Regions from separate parts of the Gossypium hirsutum genome. Here region 1 is linked to region 2. A link is a contact called in public Hi-C data. All regions are on one chromosome and are shown on one strand. Each heading gives the region's core, a stretch centred on a gene start, on an enhancer-like site or on the middle of the called end of the contact. The rest is flanking DNA. Distances are from core to core; before and after follow the strand shown. Region 1 holds the start of LOC121222528 (GATA transcription factor 8). Region 2 holds the start of LOC107915823 (probable protein S-acyltransferase 15).

Region 1 (5,673 bases), core at 1,980-4,479, 250 kb before region 2:
TTTCTTAACTTAGATTATAAGGGACTTCTAAGTCCAATTTGGTTGATCAACTATGATATCAATGGGAAGCCTTACTCTTGCTTGAAATTCAAGAATGTCCTTTTAATGACTAGTTTTCATTTTCTAAACTTTTGGGTCTTTATCACTCAAATGATATTATTTTTAACAATTTTGTGGTCTCCTTTGAATAGTTTCCTCAAAATGGGTAATTTCTAAAAAAGTCCAACTACCATTTGCTAGAATCCCAAAGGCTTAAATATGAATTATTTTTCATCACTTATACTTCATTGTTAATGAAGAAAGAAGCACAAAAAGTATAGAAATTAAGCATTTAAAAGGGAAATTTAGATGATTTTTTTTTCACTGCAAAAAGAATCCCCAAATAGGAAGAAAAAAAAATTAAAAAGAAAATAACGACTCCAATAATTAATAACCTTTGAAGGACCTACTCTTTACTAAAAAAACCTACAACTTTTGCTACCCTTAAAACCTTCCATTTTCCCCTAAACCCTTTTTCTTTCTCTCATTAAAATCCCTCTCTACAATTCTAAAATATTTGTCATGTATTGCTCCAATTTCCCCCCCATTTCCAACCCTATACAAAAATAAAACAATGAACAAAGAGATAAAAATAACAATAACAAAAATAAACACATAAAAAAAAGATTAAAAGAGATTGGGATGGGGGAAACATTGTGAAAGTTTTAACCCAATCAACATTAGGGTTCCAAAATTCTCCAAAGCCCTCCCTTCATATGTAATCTAGTGCTGGGTTGCTTTTATTTGGGATCATTTCTGGTGCATCAGCTGTCCCACATTTGGTCCTCATTTCCAGCACTTTCTTATGAGAATTCGAGTGCACCGACGGGATAAACGTCGGACTCGCCGCCGGTCGGTACTCGGGAAAGAGCCTGCCAGATTTATACCGCACTCCGCATGCATTGCAAAGGGTTTTCGGTCCCATTGGCCCTGCCCTCCATTGAGGTGTCTTTGTTATCTCACAATGCATGCATTTCCTAACAGATGGATTTTGAGTAGTGTTGTTATCAGTAGGTGGTGGTGCTGCTGCTGGGAGTGTCAACTTGATCTTCTTTTTCTTCTTGTGTTCCGGGTTAACTTGTCGTGGCAACTTGATCAGAAGCCGAGACTCAGCGTGGTTCTCGGAGTCGGATGGCACCTTGGGAACAAACAACGACTGAGGAACGTCGTTGTCATTGACGGACGAAGACGGGGAGATAAGGTGAATCGCTGGACGAGGGTTGAAAGTGGCGGGACGGGGACGTTTGCTACGCGCACGTCCGCACTTCCCAGGGGCGGCAACCGGTTTCTCCCCGGAGTAAGAGCTGCTGCTTTCGAGGACCGAAACCGGACTGGATGTCTGGAATTGATGGTGATCATGATCATGATGGGATGGTGAGTCCTTATTGTTTGAATTAGGCTCTTGTTTCTTAATTGTCAAACTTGCTCCACAATTTGAATCTTCAACAAAGTTTGACAACCATTCCAATTGAACAATGTCTTCATACTGCAAAATCAATCGAAAATTAATTACAATAAAAATATTTGTCAAAAAAAGTATGTGTAAGTGGACCCCACAACACATAAACATTATATTTTCCAACAAAGGCATGCATAACTAATCACATGACAAATCATGTGACTTACATAACCGAAGCAATAATTATGCCTTCAAATAATGCGATACTCTTGGCTGTTTTCCACTTTTTTTCGACCAATGTAGCCGACAATCAGATATCATAAAACTAATATTTTTTTCCCAAAAAAACCTAAACTTTAATCATGGGTGATATTTATGACGTCATAATTATGATACAAAAAGAACTTTAAGACACTAACCGGAACAGAGAGTTCGGCGGAGAGGTCGGAAGCGCTGTTGTTGGAAAAAACTGAGTCAGAACCCGGGAATGACTCGGGGTGAGCAGTCCAAATGCTGGGAAAAGCGGCGGCGTTGACGGCGGAATCAGCGGCGGAGAAACCAGCTTCGACATCCTCGTTAGGGAAGTCGAGGAGGTCGTCTATGTGGTCGAAGAAGCTGCCGCAATCTATCTCGTCGATGAAGTTGGTTGGTCCAATCATGGTTTCTTTATGTTAATAATTTCTCTCTAAGAAATTTATAAACCTGTAAAGAAAAGAAAATGTAAGATTTATTAGTCATAATGTTAATTTTGCATGTGAATGTCTCTCTTTATTGAAAAGCGGTCACTGCTAAAATGATTGAGCCGTGTGGCGCATGTTAGCATAAGAATTTTTTTGAAAATTGAAATTTCAAATTTGAGCAATTTTGAATTGAAATTTGGAAGTATTTGAGATTTTTTTTTGTAATACAAATTTGTTTTTATGTTCCAAAATTTTTTATTTTATTTGCTCAAATGGATGGTGAAGTAAAAATTAAAATTTTCTAAGTTAGTGCAAGGTGGTCCAATGCTAGCTAAAATTTGTTTTTTTTAAGGTGGGAGGATTATTGATTTTTAAAATTCTATTTTCAAAAGTGAACAAAAAAATGGAGGGATTATGAAGCAAACCTTTCGTTACTAAGTGAGCAAAACTTTTCTGGGGAAACAGGAGATAATTTTCCAGGAAAATGAAGAGAATTGTTCGAGATACCTGCAACCAAAAAAAAGGTGAAATTGTTAGTGCATAAAAGACTACAATGCTAGCTGAAGCAAACTTTTTTGAGCTAATGAAAACCAGTTCTCAAAATTTCAGTTTCAATTCCTCTGTTTTCTCAGCTACCAAACAGGGTATCATTCATGGAAAAAGAAATGATTTTTGAACCCATAATTGAACACCATACTCCCTGCCGACACTAAAATTTCCAATGACAACAAACCCAATTTTAAAAACCAACAAAACTCACTGAAAATGTTAAACTTGGAGCTAAAAAGAATTCAAAAATTCCCAATTTCCCACCAAAACAAGAACTCATTGAGAAACCCAATGTTCAAAAAGATCAAAACTTTCAACTCCAATGAAACAAGTTCCAAAAACCCAACTTCATATTTGTCCAAAATCAGTCATGTAAATGAGTAATAGTGTGAGCAGAGGCAATGAGGAGAGAATAATACCTTTGAAGAAGAAAGAGAGGAAAATTGAAGGGGAGAGAGAAAGGGAAACAAAGGATAAAAAGGAGAGGGAAGGGGGGATTTATGGTAGGTCAGCACTCAGCATCCTTTCCTTCATTGCTAGCTGTCTTTTACTCTTCTTTCTGTCTTCATCTTCAAGGCTTCTCTCTCTTTTTATTACTCCTTTTGGGTCCCATCCCTTTTTCTTTCTTTTTTTCTAGATTTTCAATTTTTTTTCCACCCAAGGTTTTCAATTAAAAATAAAAGATATCAAGAAAAAAAAAATCAAATTTTGGGGTTTTTTACAAATTTTTTTAAAAAAATTGTTTGAATAAATTGGAGGCAAAAACGTGAACTTTATTAGAGCACTATTTACAAATTTCATTATGAGTTCGTTTTGTTAGTACAATCATAAGAAAGGTTTTGTTTTTTAGTTTCATGAGTGAATTTAAGAATCATAAGTTTACCTAAAATATTTATATTTCATGAATTTAAGAAAAATAGTTAATTATATTTTTTTATAATAGGATAGTATTTAGTAAATTTTTAGTAAAAACTTCTCAACCCAACCCATGAATAGAAGAAGAATGTGCTTCAACTTGCTTGAACTCACATCCTCTTATATTAATAATAATACTCATACTAATCAAATTAAGATTCCATCGGTATTTAGTCATTAAATTTAATTATAGTAAACTGTGAAGTAAATTTCGGACTTTATTACCATTATTATTACATGTGAATAAACGACCAACTTAATTTACCTTAATTTTTTATCTACCCTAAGTTAAAAAAACATGAGAAAAACAAAGTCAAAAGAAAGAAACAAGTAACGCGTGTAAATAAGACGTGAATGGAAGTACACCTAATTTTCCTTACGTGGCAAATTTTCATTGGGACTTTTGACTGGAAATAGAAAACTGCGCGTGGGGTTTGTTTTACTTGGGGTTTAAAATTCCCGTGTGGATTAGATTTGCCACCTATTTCCCACAAAAATACAACTTTTATTTTCTCTTTTGTCAATTAACCTAACGCGGTTTTTATCTATGCCCAAGATTTTTTAAAACTAAGTAAATTAATTGGATATCTAATTCTTTTTATTTTTGCTAAAATAATTGTTTTTTATGGATTTGCTACTTCTTTCGGAGAGGTTTGTGAAGTGTCGTTCGTTTGAATTTGGTAGAATTTCAACTAGTCTACTATTATTTCCTGTGCAAATTTTGTTTATTGACTCTATTGAGAACTCGAGCAACTTCACAAAATAACTTTGTCGAGAGCTTGAAGAAGCAGCGAATTCACAAAATAAAAAATGCCTCACTAAGTGTTTGAATAGGCAAACCGTGCCCACCATTGTGTACTCATGCCATGTAGCTTATAAGGCATTAATGGGTGAGAATAATGTTGTTTGAGCTAGTTATAGTGCATGGGTTTGAGTTCAACCATATAGAATTGTGCATGGCTCGTTTGTTCAGGCATCAAACAAGATGCTTCCACTTATGAGCCAGATGCATCTTTAGGCTCTTAAATTCTTGATAAAATCACTCTATAAAACCGAATAAGATCTTAATAGAGTTGAGAAACAATTCCCTATTGGAGGACAATAACGATTTTGCTAAAGGGTCCTTCGACTTCAAGGGAGCGACACTTTGCAAATTTTTCTTAAAAGTGTCTAAAATCTCTCAAGACTTTTAAGTTAAAAGGGGTTTTTTCTTCTTCTGGATTTTAGGAGAATTTGTTCTAATAATTTTAATAGTTAGCAATTGGCAAATTAAAATTATTGAACTTAAACCCTTTTCTTTGCAAAATATAATCTTGCATTGTATTTCTAATTTTTGTTCTTTTACCTGGTGGTTTTTGAAAGTAGTATTGCATTTAAATTTTTTTTAAAAAAATCTAATTATTCTCAAAATAGAAGCTTCTTTTTATTTTCACTTGTATAAAGTATAATAATAAATGATGTTGCATTAAAGTTATTTGATACTAATTAATTTTTTTATGAACAATTTAATATTGTCTTCCAATAAGTAATTAGCTTCATGTGTGCTGATAAATCAATTACAATAAATAAAAATTGATTGAAGTGATTGCATAGATTGCAACAAATTTATTTTTATAAAGATCAAATAATAAAGAGTTGAATTAGTCATGATTTTTTAACTTTTTTTTAGTGAGTTATAAGAAAAGAGCAAAACCCTAACAGTAACGCAATTAACGTGACTTGAACTCAGACCACACTTAAAATAATAAATATCCTTATGCACATTTGGTTCCATAAAATTAGACCAATCATGAAGTTATTTATTTTTTATTTTCGAGATGCATATTTACTTTTATTTTATAATAATAGAGACACATTTTTACTTTTAATTTATATATATCCCACATTTTCTTTTGGTATTCGATATTGACCACGAAATCTTGAAGTGGGATGGAACAAATTATTATTATCATAAATGCCTCCCAATATTGTAAGGTGTTTAAATTTCGATAAAAATTTAATAAAAAGTGGGGAAAAAAAGTTTCATTCATGACATGGAAAAACTCAAATATTTTAGTTTTTGTTTGTGTTTTCTTTTTCTTTCAATAATCG
Region 2 (6,189 bases), core at 2,089-4,588:
GTGACAAAACTTGATGTATAAAATTCCTACAAAATGGAATTGAAAACACACACTTAAAAGAAGTAAAAGAACAATAAAGGCAAAGCATACATCTATGGTTGACCATTTCATTTTCACCCACTGAGGCCAACAACTCATTGAAGCTATCCTTTCTCCTTTGTAAATAATATGATTAAGTAATTATATGCAAGTATAGGACTATTCCGGTAACAACTCGGGTTGAAGTGCAAAACATCTACGAACTATCACGTAAAGTAGGGAAGCTAACTCCGTCTTTTAGATGGCTCATTGATGTCGGACAAAACCATCTCAGTGTGTTGGGACCCAATACCTGATTAAGAAGTCAATAAAACACATATAAGCAAAGATAATAATTGAGCAAAAGTGAGAAAAGGAGGAGGCCAGTACCAAGGTAATATTTTTGTAAACACTGATATCGAATGGATGACGATAGCTCAGCCCGGATTTCTTTGCCAACCATGCAGCTCGTATTCCCTCATAATACTGGCAAAAGGAAATTTGAAGGTGGCGTTAGAAAATTGTACAGGACACTAATTCAAGCCAATGCAGTCAACTGTGAAAAGTAAGTCAATGGTGTACCTCTATAGTTGTCATATTGTGAGTTATAAGGTAGATATGCCAACCTAAGAGAGTCCCAAGTGTTACTGATAATGCAAGCATCATTAATCCACACGCAAGCTACAACACATTCTGAGAATTTGTTAAATAGCTTATAAACTCTTAAACAGCTGGATTGAAGAGCAAGAACACTTTTTTTTTCCTCCTGGTTGGGGGAGGGAGAGTGTGAGTCTAAAAGTTGCATTACTCGAATTCATGTGAGGCTTGAGTACAGGATGTGTCCAACATAGGCATGTCATACATTTGGAGGCTCATATCCCCATATACCTATGCCTATATAAGCTTCAAACATGGATGTCATACACGGGAATCAAGTTTTAATTCAGTTCACTATATTCAAACTCAAATTTCAAGTCTGGAATAGAATGCATCCAAATAAGAAAGGCCAGTTAGCTCTTTTTATTTTGGGACCTTGCAACTCAGCTTGTCAAAGGCTGGGGCCAGATTAGGGTTGTTTTTATTCTTCCATGTTTGGGATCAGAAAATCAAGCGTAACCTAAAAAGTAAAAATTTATGCTTCTAGTATGATACTTTAACATGTTCCCTACTATAAAGAAGAGAAATCTGCACAGATTCATAAGAAAACTGATGCAAGTAAAATTAAAAAGTAAGCCAGCGTTTATATTTGAAATAAGAGGATATGGGTGGACTGAGGGTAAAACTTAAAAGAGTACGGGATCAACACAGTTCGGAGATATCTAACCGGAATTTGCACAAGATCTAAAAGACAATGGGTAAAAAGCTGTAACCATCTAGATTTTGTATTTACTTCTATGTTGCCTTGACTCTTCGTTTTCCCTAAAGTACTCAAGTACAACACCTGTATCCCACATATATATTTTTTGAAGGTGTATCCTACATACGTTTGGCCACAAATATAGGGGTATGATTCTCCAAATATACGGAAAAACATAAAAAAAAAAACAGAGTATATCCACGTAGGGCACATACTCCTACTCGAAACTCACTCCCAAGACTGAGTAACATAGATTTGCTTCATACTCAGCTGCAAAAATACATGATCTTTCTACTAGCTGGAAAAAGATTACAGCAGACATGATTCTCCCCGCATACTTGACAAATAAATTTAGAAACAGGACAGGCACTTGCGAGAACTTATACACTTGATAAACGATATTAATTGTAACAACAATAAATTGCAGATACACATATATAACTACATACTATTAACTACAACTTACATAAAAAATTTTGAGGGGAGTTGTCCCACTGTAATTCCAGTCCTTCTGACGGAAACAGCTTATTACAATTACCTAACAATGACAGGTTTTATATTACAACTCAGGGCAACATCAAATGGGTTTTAAAAAACAAGACAAGGAGCAAATGATACATACTGAGGAGTGGATGCTACCAATGGTTGCATAAAGTATAAGATTGAAGAAAGCTTTATAGTTCCAATAACCAACACAATTATTTATCCACAGGCAATGATGATCCTACACTCAATTTAGCATTTGAAACCATTACCAGAAGTTTCAAGGTCAAAGAAAATTTTTTACTCGTACAAGAATTGGTTAAAGATAATGTCCTACCATCCTTAGTATGCATCTTTTGCAAACCCGGCAGTGATGTGTCCTTGGGGGTTTATATGCAGCACATTTGTCACAGTATTTTGATTGTAGAACCTAAATCATCCATTACTGAAGTCAGATTACATAATGAAGTTTGTTTCCCAAGCGGTAAAACAGTCCTCCATCGATATAAAGCAAGTTACACTTACCCTGTGGAGGCTCTTTTTCTCAAAAAACGGTCTTTAGACCTCTAAAACGAACATTACGTCACAGTATTTTTATTCTAAAACCTAAATTATCCATCACTGAAGTTAAAGGGTACATAATGATCCTCCATTGATATAATGCGAGTCACCTTTTCCTATTGAGGCTCTTTTTCTCAAAGGACAATCTTTAGACCTCTAAACCGGACAATACCTTATAATGGATATGGGCTAACAATCTTTGCATCAACAAATTATCAACTACAAAATTCTCTTGCTACAAACGTAATCTTCTCTTATTAATTTCCAGGAAACCATAGGCAAATTACATGTTACGGAAAATTTAAGGGTCAATATTAGATCCAATAAAAAACGTAAATGAGTATATTTAAAAAAAAAATCCCAATTTCCCAAAATTTCAAGAAACTGGAAATAAAAGCCAAGATCTACCATTAAGACCCAAAATTTCACATCCATTCCCTAATCTTCCTAGTCAATAAGGAAAACCCAAATATCATCAAAACCTAATTAAGCCAAAAATTCAAAACTTTCTCTGAAACTATTTGATTCAATACAAAATTTTAAAAAGGGGGGAAATCTTACATTTTTCTTGGGTTCTTGATCTGAGGCAAAAGAAGTATCTTCAACATCAGGGATATAAGAAGAAGGAACACGGCCTGGGTCAGTAAGGACACCAACGAGGAAAGACAAGACACAAAGACAAACCAAGGTGGTGAAGATCATGGAATTTAAAGACCCAGCTGAGGTCTGCAAACCAACCCAATCTTCAATTAAAATGAAAACTGTGATATAATAAACAAAACCCATCACGAAAAACACTGAAAAAATTGGAAGCGAGAGGAAATTTTTCAATTTCATTTTTTTGGGGGAGAATCGTTGTTTGAGAATAACAGAGCTCAGGCATTAAAGGTTTTGGTACCCGTTGATGGAGAACATTAATTTCGTATATAATTTTTGGGGTTTCATGATCTAAAACATTTTAGATTATTTTGTGGTTTGGGCTCAGATTTTTGGGCCAATTTATAATCCAACAATGTTTTTTTTCCTCTTTTCAAATTTCATTTTGGGCCAATTTCATTTTCACATCCACTCACTTTGTTGCTATTGCAGCAGGAATAGGAGGATATGAGTTCGAACTAGGCTTGATCATGGGTCAGGTCAGACTGGATTCAGGTTGAGCTGATGCAAAATTTTAAGTTCGTTTTTAGGTTCAACTCAAAAAATGGACTCAAAATTCTGTCAAAACTCGATCCGAATTAAAAAATTAAACTTGAGCTTGACTCAACCCGCCCAAATTAAATTTTTTAGATTAATTTTTATATAAAAATTTAAAAAATATAACACATCAAGAACACTAAAAATATTAAAATAAATCAAATTGAAAATACATTAAAAATATTTATACTTAAATAACACTAAGATAATTGCAACTTAACAAGCAAATGCCTCTAAACTAGTAGCAAAATTAACAATAAAACAAGAGTTATACAATATTCAAACAATAACAAAAAAAATAGTAGCAATATAATAGCGAAATGACAACAAAATAGCTAATTCGGGCCGGGTCTGGGCATAAAAATCCTACCTGAGATCAGGTGCCTTATTTTTTATCCAAACCCATTTTTTGAACCTATATTTTTGCCCAAATCCTCTTATTTTTCTGGCAGGCCTTCGAGCTTAGGCAAATGACCTGACCCATTATCAGACCTAGTTCGAACACACTTAAATACATTTTCCCTCCAATTTAAGGTTTGATATAATAAGTAAATCTTATTTCTTTAAATAATACTAGATTTTGTCATGCTCACCATGTTGGTAAAAGAAAATATTTTATGTTAAAACTATTTTTTTTAATTCAATAATGAATGTAAGTAGAATAATAACGAATTTGTAATTAATATCATCAAATACTTGTTCGATCATTAGATTTATAATTTTCGATTGTTTTATTTAAATGATATAAAAATATGAAGACAAAAAGAATGAAAATGCATTTTTTATTACATAAGTGCTACCACTAAGACCTATACTATAAGTCCCATCGACATAATCAAAACCCCATTTCAAAGCTAAAGCATTACAAAAAAGGTTACCTTGTTTATAGTCTCCATTAAAAAGTAAACAGTAATCTCGTATTTCTTAGTGAATTGGTGACACTGATACGACATTAGAGTCAACCAGAATCTTACGTTCCAACTTAAAACAATCATGGCGACTTGGGAGGCTTGAACCCATTAGCGTTATTAGAACTGGAAGCATCAGCATTAGCAGAAGGATCATGAGTTTCAAGACTTGAGCTGGAGTGCTGGAATCAACTTCAAGGGGTGGGAATGGAGGCATTTGTGCTTTCTGACTCTCATTCTCCTCTGTTCCCTATATTCTCCACCTTATGTATGATATATAATGAGTCTTTGCCACTATCCTTCTCACTTCTCCTTCACTTGTTTCTTAAATTTTCACTTAGCTTATTAGCTACAACAACATTTCCTTTCAGATTGTTACCCTTCATACCAAAGCTACAATACTATTTTGATTCTATAGAAGGTGCAGACTTATTTAATGCATCTAAGGCTTGAATCTGATAACAACAGCTCAACTCGAACATCAATTCTTAAGCACGAGTTGGGGTCGAGACATAATCGAATTACTTGAGTTTGAGCTCAATTAAGATCATTTATTAATTTTTGTACTCAAGTTCGAACTCGAGCTTGATTAAGCTTGTTCATATTCAAGCTCGAGTTTGTTCGTAATTAACATCCTTTTATATAATAGGGGTAAAATTGTATTTTACAGTATAAAAATAGCTTAATGTTATAAAAGGTCCTCAAAGAATTTCAAAAAAAAAATAAAAATCAATTAAGCCTCTCCCAACTTTTTGCACCCAATTAAACTCCTAAGTTACAATTTTGACCAGTAAGACCCTTTGATTAATGTTGATTGTTAGAAATTAATAACAACATTGACGTGGTCGCTAATAGGCGTCAGATCAATACTGGTTGCTGAAATAAAAAACATATATTTTTAAAAATATAAATATAAATCCAAATGAACCTAGATAAATAATTATTCATTTTCATTTGAATCAGAACACCCATTTATCAAGATTCATTCTAAAATAAAAAATTAAAAAAATTATTAAAATTATAATAATTCTAAAATCATTAAAAACTATAAGAAAACATAAAAAAATTATAAAAAGCTCATTAAATTTACAATCAAACCATAATATTTTTCAAAAAAAAATCCATTTATTTCAATTTAAAAGTATTCAATGTTTTAAATTTTGTTTAACTTCTTATATACGTACGTGTTCTTACATGCCATTAATTTATACTTATATTCCACATTCTTATATTTCAATTGAAAATGTTCTATCTTAAATTTGAATATATTTAAATGAAAAAATAATTGGTCTGAAATACCAAATTTATATGAAAAGATGCAATATAATTTATGATTTTTTATAATTGTTATATTTTCAATAAATTTTATGAGTTTTTACCATCTTAATTAATTTATAACTTTTTTACGTTTTTATAAATTTTATGTTTTGAATTAACTTTTCATGCTTTTTATAAAAAAATTTGGTTTTTTTTTTTTATAATTTTAAAATGAATATGGACACCGTGTCCAAAATCAAATGAACCTGGACAATCAGTCATCTAAGTTCTTTTTAGATTTTTTTTTAAAAAAATTAATCTTTTTTTGAAATTTTTTATTTTGCTGATGTGGCAATGCCACGTTTGCATCTAGTGTTGACATGGATCACAATGTCAATATTTGTTGGTTGA

The links. Hi-C and Micro-C count contacts between places; a contact is called where the count stands out from the background.
Region 1: a contact with region 2 is called in a Hi-C map of leaf, with 2.8 times the contacts expected there. The contact joins the promoter of LOC121222528 here to the promoter of LOC107915823 in region 2. A contact is called at or near these places in 2 of 34 Hi-C or Micro-C datasets (callus and leaf).

The regions. Positions count from the first base shown.
Region 1 is chrD10:61,041,425-61,047,097 of Gossypium_hirsutum_v2.1, reverse strand. It overlaps LOC121222528 (GATA transcription factor 8), which reads right to left and starts at 3,229. Exons shown (of 4, transcript XM_041103512.1): 1 at 3,087-3,229; 2 at 2,544-2,625; 3 at 1,858-2,140; 4 at 400-1,525. The coding sequence starts at 2,097. The coding sequence ends at 752.
Region 2 is chrD10:60,787,342-60,793,530 of Gossypium_hirsutum_v2.1, reverse strand. It overlaps LOC107915823 (probable protein S-acyltransferase 15), which reads right to left and starts at 3,338. Exons shown (of 7, transcript XM_016845025.2): 1 at 2,981-3,338; 2 at 2,196-2,288; 3 at 1,998-2,099; 4 at 1,842-1,913; 5 at 601-699; 6 at 409-504; 7 at 1-331. The coding sequence starts at 3,256. The coding sequence ends at 236.